Linked DNA regions of Mus musculus: region 2 is linked to region 1. The links are chromatin contacts, called in public Hi-C maps. All regions are on one chromosome and are shown on one strand. The core of a region is the stretch at or near the end of the contact, and the rest is flanking DNA. Distances in the headings are between cores, read along the strand shown.

What was found. A called contact is a pair of places that touch in the nucleus more often than the background predicts.
Region 2: a Hi-C map of cerebellum shows a contact between it and region 1, with 2.0 times the contacts expected there. The contact joins the promoter of Gpr139 here to the enhancer-like site in region 1. A contact is called at or near these places in 6 of 39 promoter capture datasets (the C10 cell line, embryonic stem cells, hippocampal neurons and 2 more), 4 of 484 Hi-C or Micro-C datasets (cerebellum and embryonic stem cells) and 1 of 115 datasets of contacts at active chromatin or transcription factors (astrocytes).

Annotation. Positions count from the first base shown.
Region 1 is chr7:118,764,522-118,769,142 of GRCm38.p6, reverse strand. It overlaps Vps35l (VPS35 endosomal protein sorting factor like), which reads right to left. Exons shown (of 31, transcript NM_027815.4): 9 at 2,719-2,778. Among named protein-coding and RNA genes, the nearest start is that of Vps35l, 27 kb to the right of the region's middle. Within about 2 kb of position 2,817, at least 54 of the 459 cell types and tissues checked have an H3K27ac peak or open chromatin away from gene starts, as enhancers often do. A contact at or near this core is called in cerebellum and hippocampal neurons, where this site is marked.
Region 2 is chr7:119,181,916-119,186,536 of GRCm38.p6, reverse strand. It overlaps Gpr139 (G protein-coupled receptor 139), which reads left to right and starts at 1,999. Exons shown (of 2, transcript NM_001024138.2): 1 at 1,999-2,265. The coding sequence starts at 2,163.

The sequences.
Region 1 (4,621 bases), core at 1,568-4,067:
ACCTGCCCCAAAACAAAAACAAAACAGACCCTGATCTGTACTGCTCTCAGCTAAAGCAAAATATTCCAGTTAAAATTGCTAACTACTATATTCAAATGAGGAAAACACCCTTTGATGTTGTACTTGAGTTTGGGTAAGACCAATTAGGGATTTTTTCCTTATTTGGGCCTAACATGTTGTTTGGGGAAATGGCTGTAGTAGACAGAAAGTCAAATGACTCTGAGGGTCGGGTGGGCCATCCAAACAAACGTGTTTATTTTGAGACAAGGTTCTGATAAGTTAGCCCAGATTAGCCTGCATCCTGCCTTAGCCTGGGGTTCCAGGACTACAGGTGCCATCGCTAGCCGGACTCCTTCCAAAAGTTCGTTCTTCATAAGCAATTGCATATGAACCAATGTGAGAAGCAGAAAGGTGTGGGCCACACCGAGATCCCAGTACCTGGGAGGTGAAGCACAAGAATCAGAAGTTCAAAGGTCATCCTCAGCTAGAGGGACTTCAAGCAATCCTGGGCTATGAGACCCTGTCTCAAAAACCAACCAACAAGGAAATGGGATTAAATGTATTTATTTTATTTGTGGTGGGGGGGGCACAGTGAACATCTGAGGGGGTCAGAAGAGGGTGTCAGATGCCCTCGAACTACAGTTATAGCTGGTTGTGAGTCCCCATCTGGGTCCTCTGCAAGTGTTCTTGACAGTTGGCCCATTTCTCCAAATGACCCCCCCACCCCCAGAAAAGGATTTGAAATCCTTGCTAGTAGGGCTGGAGAGAGCTCAGCTACTGAGGGCACCCGCTGCTCCTGTGAAGCACTTGAATTCTTTCCCAGCACCCACCCGAGGCGGCTCACACTCCCTGTGCCTCCAGCAGATCCCACCCCTCTCCAGGCCACACAGGGCTTCAGGCACACCAGTAGTGCACAGACATGCATGCATTTAAAAAAAAAAATCTGTTGTTGCGAAAGAAAACATACAAGTTTAATTCTGGCAGTCGGCTGAGGTTTGATACCCATGAACCACATGCTGAGCGTACATTCAATAAATAAATGTGTATTTCCCAGACCCCTGGCCAGCAGAGATGATTTTCCCACAGGGCTGGCCTCTGTGGGACTTTCTAAGCTCCTAAACTTACCAGAAGGAGACACTAAAATCTTGACTACAGTGTGGGGGTGGGGTGGGTCGGGTTGGAGGCACAGAACTGCTGTACGAGCCACAGAAGGCTGAGGAGGTACAGCATTACACTAACGTGCAGAGGCCCAGTCCATCTGGAGCACCAGCTTAACCTGGGACCAGTCTGAAAAGTTATTAGTGGCTTATATGGCTTTGGATGTGCAGTAAGTCTTATAATCCCGTGTCTTTTGTCATTTCTCATTTCTTTTTTGCTTTCTTTCCCCTTTCTGCAGTGTTGGAGATGTTCTATAAGCACTCTACCACTGAGCTGGACCCTCAGCCCTTGGGGGTTTACAGACAGGATTTCACGACGGAGCCCAAACTAACTTTGCACTCACAATCCTTCTGTCTCCGTCTCCTGGGTGCTGGTATAGGCTGAATTCCAGGCATGTTCCTCCACACCGAGCTACCTAGTGTCTTTTCTTTTTATACTCCGAACTCATTTCAGTTTGCCAGCCACATCTCAAGTACTCAAGAGCAACACGGGGCTGGTGGCCACTGGACCAGACAGTGCAGGCACAGCTGTGACCCTTCTGCACTGGGCCTACCCTTCTATGGCGAGACCAGGTAGCTCCAAGGGCTAAAGGGCTCATATAGACCTAAAGCTGTGTACAGCTGTTTCCTTCTGAGAGATGTTTGTATCAAAGTTTTAAGGAGATGGGTGGATAAATGGGCAGGTGAGTAGATGGATGGTCAGTGCGAAGACAGATGGGGGTGGAGCAGGGGGGTCAGGAGGGCAGGTAAACAGATGTGGGGGAGAGATAGATAGAGGATGGCTGAGAGGGTAGATGGATGATATCTGGGTGGATGGACAAGGAGGGCCAGGGAAGGGAAAGAGGAGGAGGGGGGAGAGAGAAGGGAGTGGGGCAGGGAAGAAGGAAGGGAAAAGGTTAAACTATGGGTCACTGCCACTATCACTGTCTCCTTGTCCCTGGGCAAGAACCGCTGCCAGGACCAGGATGAGGGACGAAATGACAGCCCAGGCAGCCGCTGCAGCTTGTGTGAGCTGAACAGGGCAAAGGAAAGGAAGCCGTAGCTGAAGATGCTGCATCTGAACACATCGTCACAATTGCTCCTGTGACAACACAAGTCCATCATCCACCTGTCCCATTAGAACCTCCTGGGAATTTAAAATTGATTGGCAATGAATTTAACGCCAACATCATTTATGTATAGGCTGAGGAGCTGGGGCATCTGCTACTATTGATTTATCGGACATCCCTTCATACATACGCAGTTTTTACTTAAGCAATTTGCTTCTTGGAGAGAAAGGCCCATATGAAACAGGAGCGTGGCTCTGAGCAGCAGCAGAGAAGTTGACCTGTAGCCAGGTCTCACTCCACCCTCTCCCCTTTTCCTGCATTCTAATGACTTGCCTGCTTGCAAACCTTCTGATGGCTCCGGACGACAGAGACAACCAGACTTCAAACACGTTTCTTTCAACACATTGAATTAAAAACCTTATCCATTTTCAATAAATCCCGACTTGATTAAAACCGTCTAACGGCGGTTCTGAGCAGGCTGGTGCCAGCAAGCCCAGGAAGCATGACATTACCTGGCAAGGCACTGCGGCTGTCCACACACATCGAGGAGATGCGCTCATAGACCAGCTTTCCTAGGACAAGAAGACATATGGTGTTGACGTCACACACCACAGGAGCAAACACTAAATAAATGTTACTAATTAGAAGCAGGAAAATGGCACCTGGCAGCAGGCATTCACTCGTGAGTGTATGCTGCCACCTAGTGGCACACACTTTTAGCCTTGGTTTGTTTGTTTTTTTTTTTTCCTGCAAAGAGGAAGCTGATTTTCACACGAATTCACGGGGTTTACCTAGGTAGTTAGGTTAAAAATAATTACAGAATGTTGTAGCCCTCAAGATTCGGGTCAGATATTCATTCTCTGATCTCACTGACTTGACTTCTGACCACCGGCCACTTATTTACATCTGCTGGCCTAAGCTGGGCATGGCTGGAGCTGAATCCAGTGTAGGGCACTTTCTGTGAAGTGTGGGGACACCTCGCTGCTCTGGCCTGAGTTCCAGGTTCTTTTTCTCTTCTCACTCAGGTGCTGATCGCCTCTGGCAGGGTGGTAGCTGGGAACGCACAGGCCTGGGCCCGTCTTGGAGCTTTGAAAGTCAAAGATTTGGGGAATGTGACTAGAATGTGAACTTTGGACCACATTGCTGCAAATCCTTGTGCGTGCTCAGGTGTGGAAGACACTAATTATCCGAGTATCTAGAAATGGTGGCCAGTGTCTGCTAGACCAATACTTCTCAGGCCAGCATGCGGCAGAGCCCTGGAGCCCCTGGAGCCCCAAAGATCACCATCTAGTGTGATGTCTCTGTCTATCCCAGGGGCTCCCGCAGAAGTGGTCTGGGTGCAGCCAAGATATGTCAGAGATGTCAGTGTACAGCCAAACTGAGAAGCCCAGCTTAGAACCTCACCCTATACACACACACACACACACACACACACACCCTGCAGACTCTGGAAGCCTCACGGAATGTGCTCCAATGCCAGTGCCCAGGCCCACTGCCTCTTTTCCTTCCTATGTTTTTCTAACCCAGGATCACAAGGGTGAAGAGAGAGAGGGAGACATTTCCTCTCTGCCACAGGGACACAATGGACAGAGGCACTGCTTGTCCCTGAGCACGCTGAGGAACAGCACACCGAGGGAGGGACTCTTACAAACTCCTTTACTTCCTATACAAAAGCCTGCCACCTCTCTAGAAACAGTCTTCAGGAAATACACCTCGCACTGTAAGCAGCTGCTAACTATGTCATTTCTGGCCAAATAACTTGTTTTTCTTTTGTTCGGGTGGTAGACACTGTCTGGGGAAATAACCATCTTGGCTAGAGTTCATTCTGCATGCGTGTGCGTGTGGAGGGACGGATGCCTGCATTGCGCATGTCCATGAGCAAAGATGAAGGTCAGGGGAGAATGTTGGGTCTCCTCTGTGACTCTCTGCCTTTATTCTTTTGTGTTGGGACTCTCATCAGACCTGGAGCTAGGCTGGAAGCCACCATGCCCCAGTGACCTTTCTGCCTGTGCCTCCCACAGCCAGCTCCGCCCATCCCTCACGTAGCTCCTGAGGATGTGAGCACGGGTCCTCACGCTTTCTCGGAAACCTCTCGCTCCATGAGCTGCCTCCCCAAGCCTTGGTTCTTTTCCTGACTAGTTTCTCACACATCGAAGACACCGTGACTGAAAACCACAGCGGTGACAGTGAACACGCTCTGAGCATGAGCTCTGTGCCCAGCACTACCCACGATTATTTACCATGTCCTGCCAGCAGCATTTAGGAAAGAAAACTGTTCTGTGTTCCTTACATGTCCGTTCAGGTAGTTCTCTCCAGAAAGTCTGTAACTTTAATTTTTTTTTTCTCAAAACCTATTTTAAATGATGGTTCTTAAACACTTTAACCTCTCTGCTAGCCCACCACCAACCAGAGGTG
Region 2 (4,621 bases), core at 750-3,249, 420 kb before region 1:
TTTGAGCCTTTGCAGCGATTAGAGGTTGCTTTACTTAGCTCACGAGGTTTTGTTTTGTATTTTAAATTTTTTACAGGAAGGGTGGTCACATTCAAAATCATCATAAGAAAGGATTTATGTGGCCAAGGACGTCTCTGTATTTCCGATCCTCCTATCCTCACTTCCCAAGTACTAGGACTAAAGACTTGAACTAAGGGGCTAGGTCTTGTATGGCACTGGTTCAAAACAGAGCTTCATGCCCACTAGGCAAGCACTCTGGCAACTAAGCTACATTCCTGGCCTCAAGAGAAAATTGTGGGTGCACTCCCCCAAAAGAAATGACACATGCTTAAAGTGACAAATATGCTCATTACATTGATTTGGTCATTACACATTAAATACAGGGATCGAAATATCACATTATACCCCAAGAAATATGCATGGTGATGTGTGTCAACAGAAAATAAAACAAAAGGTTAAGACGGTAAGAGAGGTGACAATAAAATGTTAATATCTAACAGAGCTTGAAATATCAGGTTGTGCTACTGTGTACGCATGGGACTCTGTAATAACCTGTCCCTTTAGGGGGCTGGCTGCCTGTCTGTTCGCCACAGACCCAGCTGAGGCCAAAAGATTCCTCTACAACTTTGGTCCTCCAGCAGTCCCCTCCTCCATTCTCTTCCCCGGGGAAGCGCCTAACAGAGATGGGGACAGGACACCGGGCCCTTGCTGGAGACCCAGAAGAAGCTCTGCTTTTTTCTCTTTTAGGAACAGAGGTTAGGGGAGGAGTCTGAGGAGGTGGGCTTTTCAACATCTTAAAGCCAGTCGCTTGCCCCTCGCTTGCATCTGCTTCAGCTTGCTCCTGGAAAGGCTCGCCTCTGTGCTCCTCCTCTGTGCTCTTGACTTGAGTCCGGGACAGACATCTCTCCTTGGAGGATTCTTGGGTACCCTTGAAAAAGGAAGCTCTTGCAGCGCTCTGCCTACCTCTCCTGCAATGGGAGCGACCCTCCACTGCCGGAATCCCACCTGCTCCGCCCATACTCTCCTTCACACAACCTTCAAAGTACTCCAGACCACCCAGCTCCCTATGTGCGATTGTGTAGTTGTTCGAGGCTCCGCCTGAGCCTGCTGCGCCCTCGTGCATATTGATGAGGGTGTCTGCACGTTTTCACCAGTCTAGCTAGGTGTGGAAGATGGGAGAATCTACGTGCATGGGTGTGTGAGTGCATCCGCATGACTGGGCATTGTGCGCCTTTGTGTGCGTGCGGGTATGTCTCAGTGGCTGTAACAGACTTATGCCAGGCTGAAGGCTGTGTGTTGTGGGCTCTTAGCCAGCCTGCATCCCATCCAAGTTCAGGGACAGTACCATCGACCTGGTGACATTCGCAAAGATATTCGCACCCTTCCTTCAGACCCACAGGCTCAGGCAGGAAAAAAAAAACCTTTCAACATTCTCTGGGCTCCAACAATCGCGACCCCCCATCCGCCATACCAGGATGTAAAATACTCTACGTGAAGATGGACTCCAGGCATTGGTGGGGAGCGAGGACAAGTAGCTAGAGAGAGAGTCAGAAGAAAAACTGAGGACATACTGGAGGGGAAAGGAGCTGCTGAGGGAGAAGCAGGTCATATTCACACCACGCCCCTCCCACAGGGGTTGGAAACCCAGTTCTCCATCCCGGTCTTCCTCCGGGGTTCCCAAGTTAACCCGGTCTTTTCCTCCAGAAACCGAAGCCAAAAAAACGCAACTGGGACTGGGTTAGGCTAACATCCCACCCAAGCCCCCCACCCCCAAACCTGCACCGCGAGCTCTCTGTGTGTGTGTGCCCGCGCAAGCGCGCGCGCGCGTGTACACACACACACACACACACACACACACACACACACACCATCCAGGAAGCTGCTGATTGGCTGAGGGGAACGGCGTCCCGGCCCGGGTTCTGAGGCGGGAGCTGAGCGGTCCTAGGAGGGAGGTGCACACTCTGGCTTCAGGAGCCCCTCCCTCGTCCCCTGCACCCTGCCAGAGAACCGAGCTGCCTATCTAGGAGGGCAGGTGCGGAGCCACCCGAGGACACCAGCCAGTAGTGGAAGCGGGTCCCGCGGTGCGGCGATCCTCCCTAGGGCTGCCTGGTCCCCAGCCGCTTGGCAGCTGCGCCGAGCCCAGCCCGGCGAGGGGCGCGCTCATGGAGCACACGCACGCCCACCTCGCTGCGAATAGCTCGGCTTGCGGCTTAGGCTTCGTGCCGGTGGTCTACTACAGCTTCTTGCTGTGCCTCGGGTTACCAGGTGAGGGGTATGGGGAAGAGGGAGGGAAGCCAGGAGTCCCAAGTTGCAGAACAAGGCTGTCCAGAACCTCAGGGGGTCCCAGACACCTTCTCGAGAAGTGCCTGGAGCCCCGCACCCCCTTTGAAAAAGTGTAAAGTTTAAACCTTGGTGGCAACTGTGGATGTTTCCAGATCAGGATGAATGGCTTGTGGTTTGGCGGGGACAGTGCTTGTGTGGCTCTGGGGCATTGTGACTTGTGGGTGTGCATCTACTCCAAAGCGCTCCTGTGTCTGTGTCTGTGTGTGTGTGTGTGTGTGTGTGTGTGTGTGTGTGTGTGTGTGTGTGTGTGTGTCTAGGGGGTCGAATCCCTGAGGGTCCCAGAAGGGCTGCGTGAGACTTGACCGCAGCTTCTGGGCAGAAAGCCTAGGGAAGGCTTCTCTCCAGCTTTTGCCCCACTCTGTCACCTCAGCTGAGAACACTTCTGCCACACTCTGTACTTCCCTAATGCTACATAAAACCAAGACCTTGATCATAGCTTCTCAGGTTCAAGAGACAATGAGGTGAGCCCTTGCTATCCACTATCACTAGCCCTAGGGAGCAAGGTGTCTCCCTGTAGCTAAGAAGAGTCAAGGACTGTCTCTGGGTCTGGGATGTATGGGGCAGAGGTGGACACTGGTACCTCAGAGGATGGCATTCTCCTTGAGTTTATGTCTGCTTCCTCTGGCTTTGCCTCCAGGTCAACCCCAGTCCTCCCTACCCAGGCAGCTCCCAGCGCTGCAGATGAGTGGCTGGCTGGTCCCACATCTTAATGTCCTTTGGAAAGTGAAGCTGGGACTTGTAGTGAATTCCTGAAGAGAGATGAGCTGCTGAGGGAGGAGGGGTGTGTGCATGGGCTATGAGGGAGACCAACTGGGACCTGTAAGAACAGCCCCTATGCCCCCTGTGGTGTGGGGTTGGCTTCAGTTTGGAGGTCTTTGGTTAATCCTGTCATCCACACAATGTCATGGACATTCCTGGACATTCCTGCAGACAGAAGGGAGAGCTAGAGATGGAAAGGCTCAGAAAGAGAAAAACTCCTGTTCAAACTAGACTCTAAGCCTCTACCACTGCCCCAAGAACTTGAGCATCCTGGGATACTGAGAAGCTAGGCTTCAGTCTCCTAGAGATCTGAGAGCCCTCTCCTCCTCAAACATGTAGGAATCCAGAGCCCGTGGAAAGATGGTCTCCAGCAATCTCCACTCCCAGCACAGGCAAGTACAAGTTTCCTAACATGGGCTCCTGTCCCTCATGTGGAGAGAAGTTCTCTCCCTAACCTCTACCTCCCTAGAAGAGGGGCTTCACCTCTGCGCACCCTGCCAGGTAGGGTGCTCCTGTAATTACCTGGAACTGAAATTGATTTCTATCAAGGTTGCACCTCCCCCTCCTGCCCTCCAAAGCCTGTCCCCAGAGCTTTCTATTGAGAAGTCAGTTTTTGAGAGGCTGGTTATGTGTGATGCTTGCTGAAGTGAAGAAGAGCCAGAGCCCCCCTCTTCCTCAGCACCCTCTGGTCAGAGTGTAACCCCCATCCTGACTGTTCCATCTCCCCCACTGCTGTACTAGACAACCACTCTTGGGCATTCCTAAGCTGGAAAGACAAGGAGGAGGGTGACCTCCAAGAGTTCAAAACAGGACATGAGGTTAGGAGCAGAGAATGCTGACTGTCAATGACCTCAAGTCCAAGTGTCTTGAACGGTCACAGTCTAACTCCCATGAAGACTATGGTCTTTCCCACCCAGAGCTTTGGCACAGTATACCAGCATATGTTTTTAGCATAGGGCTAGCCCAGGGCTGAGGGATTTAAGAGAGGGAAGGGTTGAGATTTGAACTTAGAGGGTGTGGATGCATTTCTAGTCTTAGCTAAGAGTTTTGACCACCTATACTGTGTGCTAATACTAAGGATGTGCCAAAGGGCTCCAAAGCAGCTTCAGGGGCCTGGATTCGGAGAACTCATGAACGGAAGCTTCTGATTTTAGAATAGCAGCTGGATGTAGAAGGATCAAGCTTCCTAGAGAAAGGTGAGAGGGAAAGTTTGTTAGCAACTTGGAAGTCTGGTTCAAAGATGGAGGAGTCCTTGCCATTCTTTGAAAGCAATGATTCTCAACCTGTGGGAGTAGAATGACCCTTTCACAGGAGTCATGTGTGACCATCAGAAAATACAACCGCTTACGTTATGATTCATAATAGTAGCACCAAAAATACTTTGGGGGGGGGCATCACCACAACATGAGGAACAGTGTGTTAAAGGACCGCAGTGTTAGGAAGATTGAGAACCACTGCTTTAAAGCCATCCAGGGAAGCAAGCATATCCCAGCAAATGAGAGTGCAGACAGGGGATTAA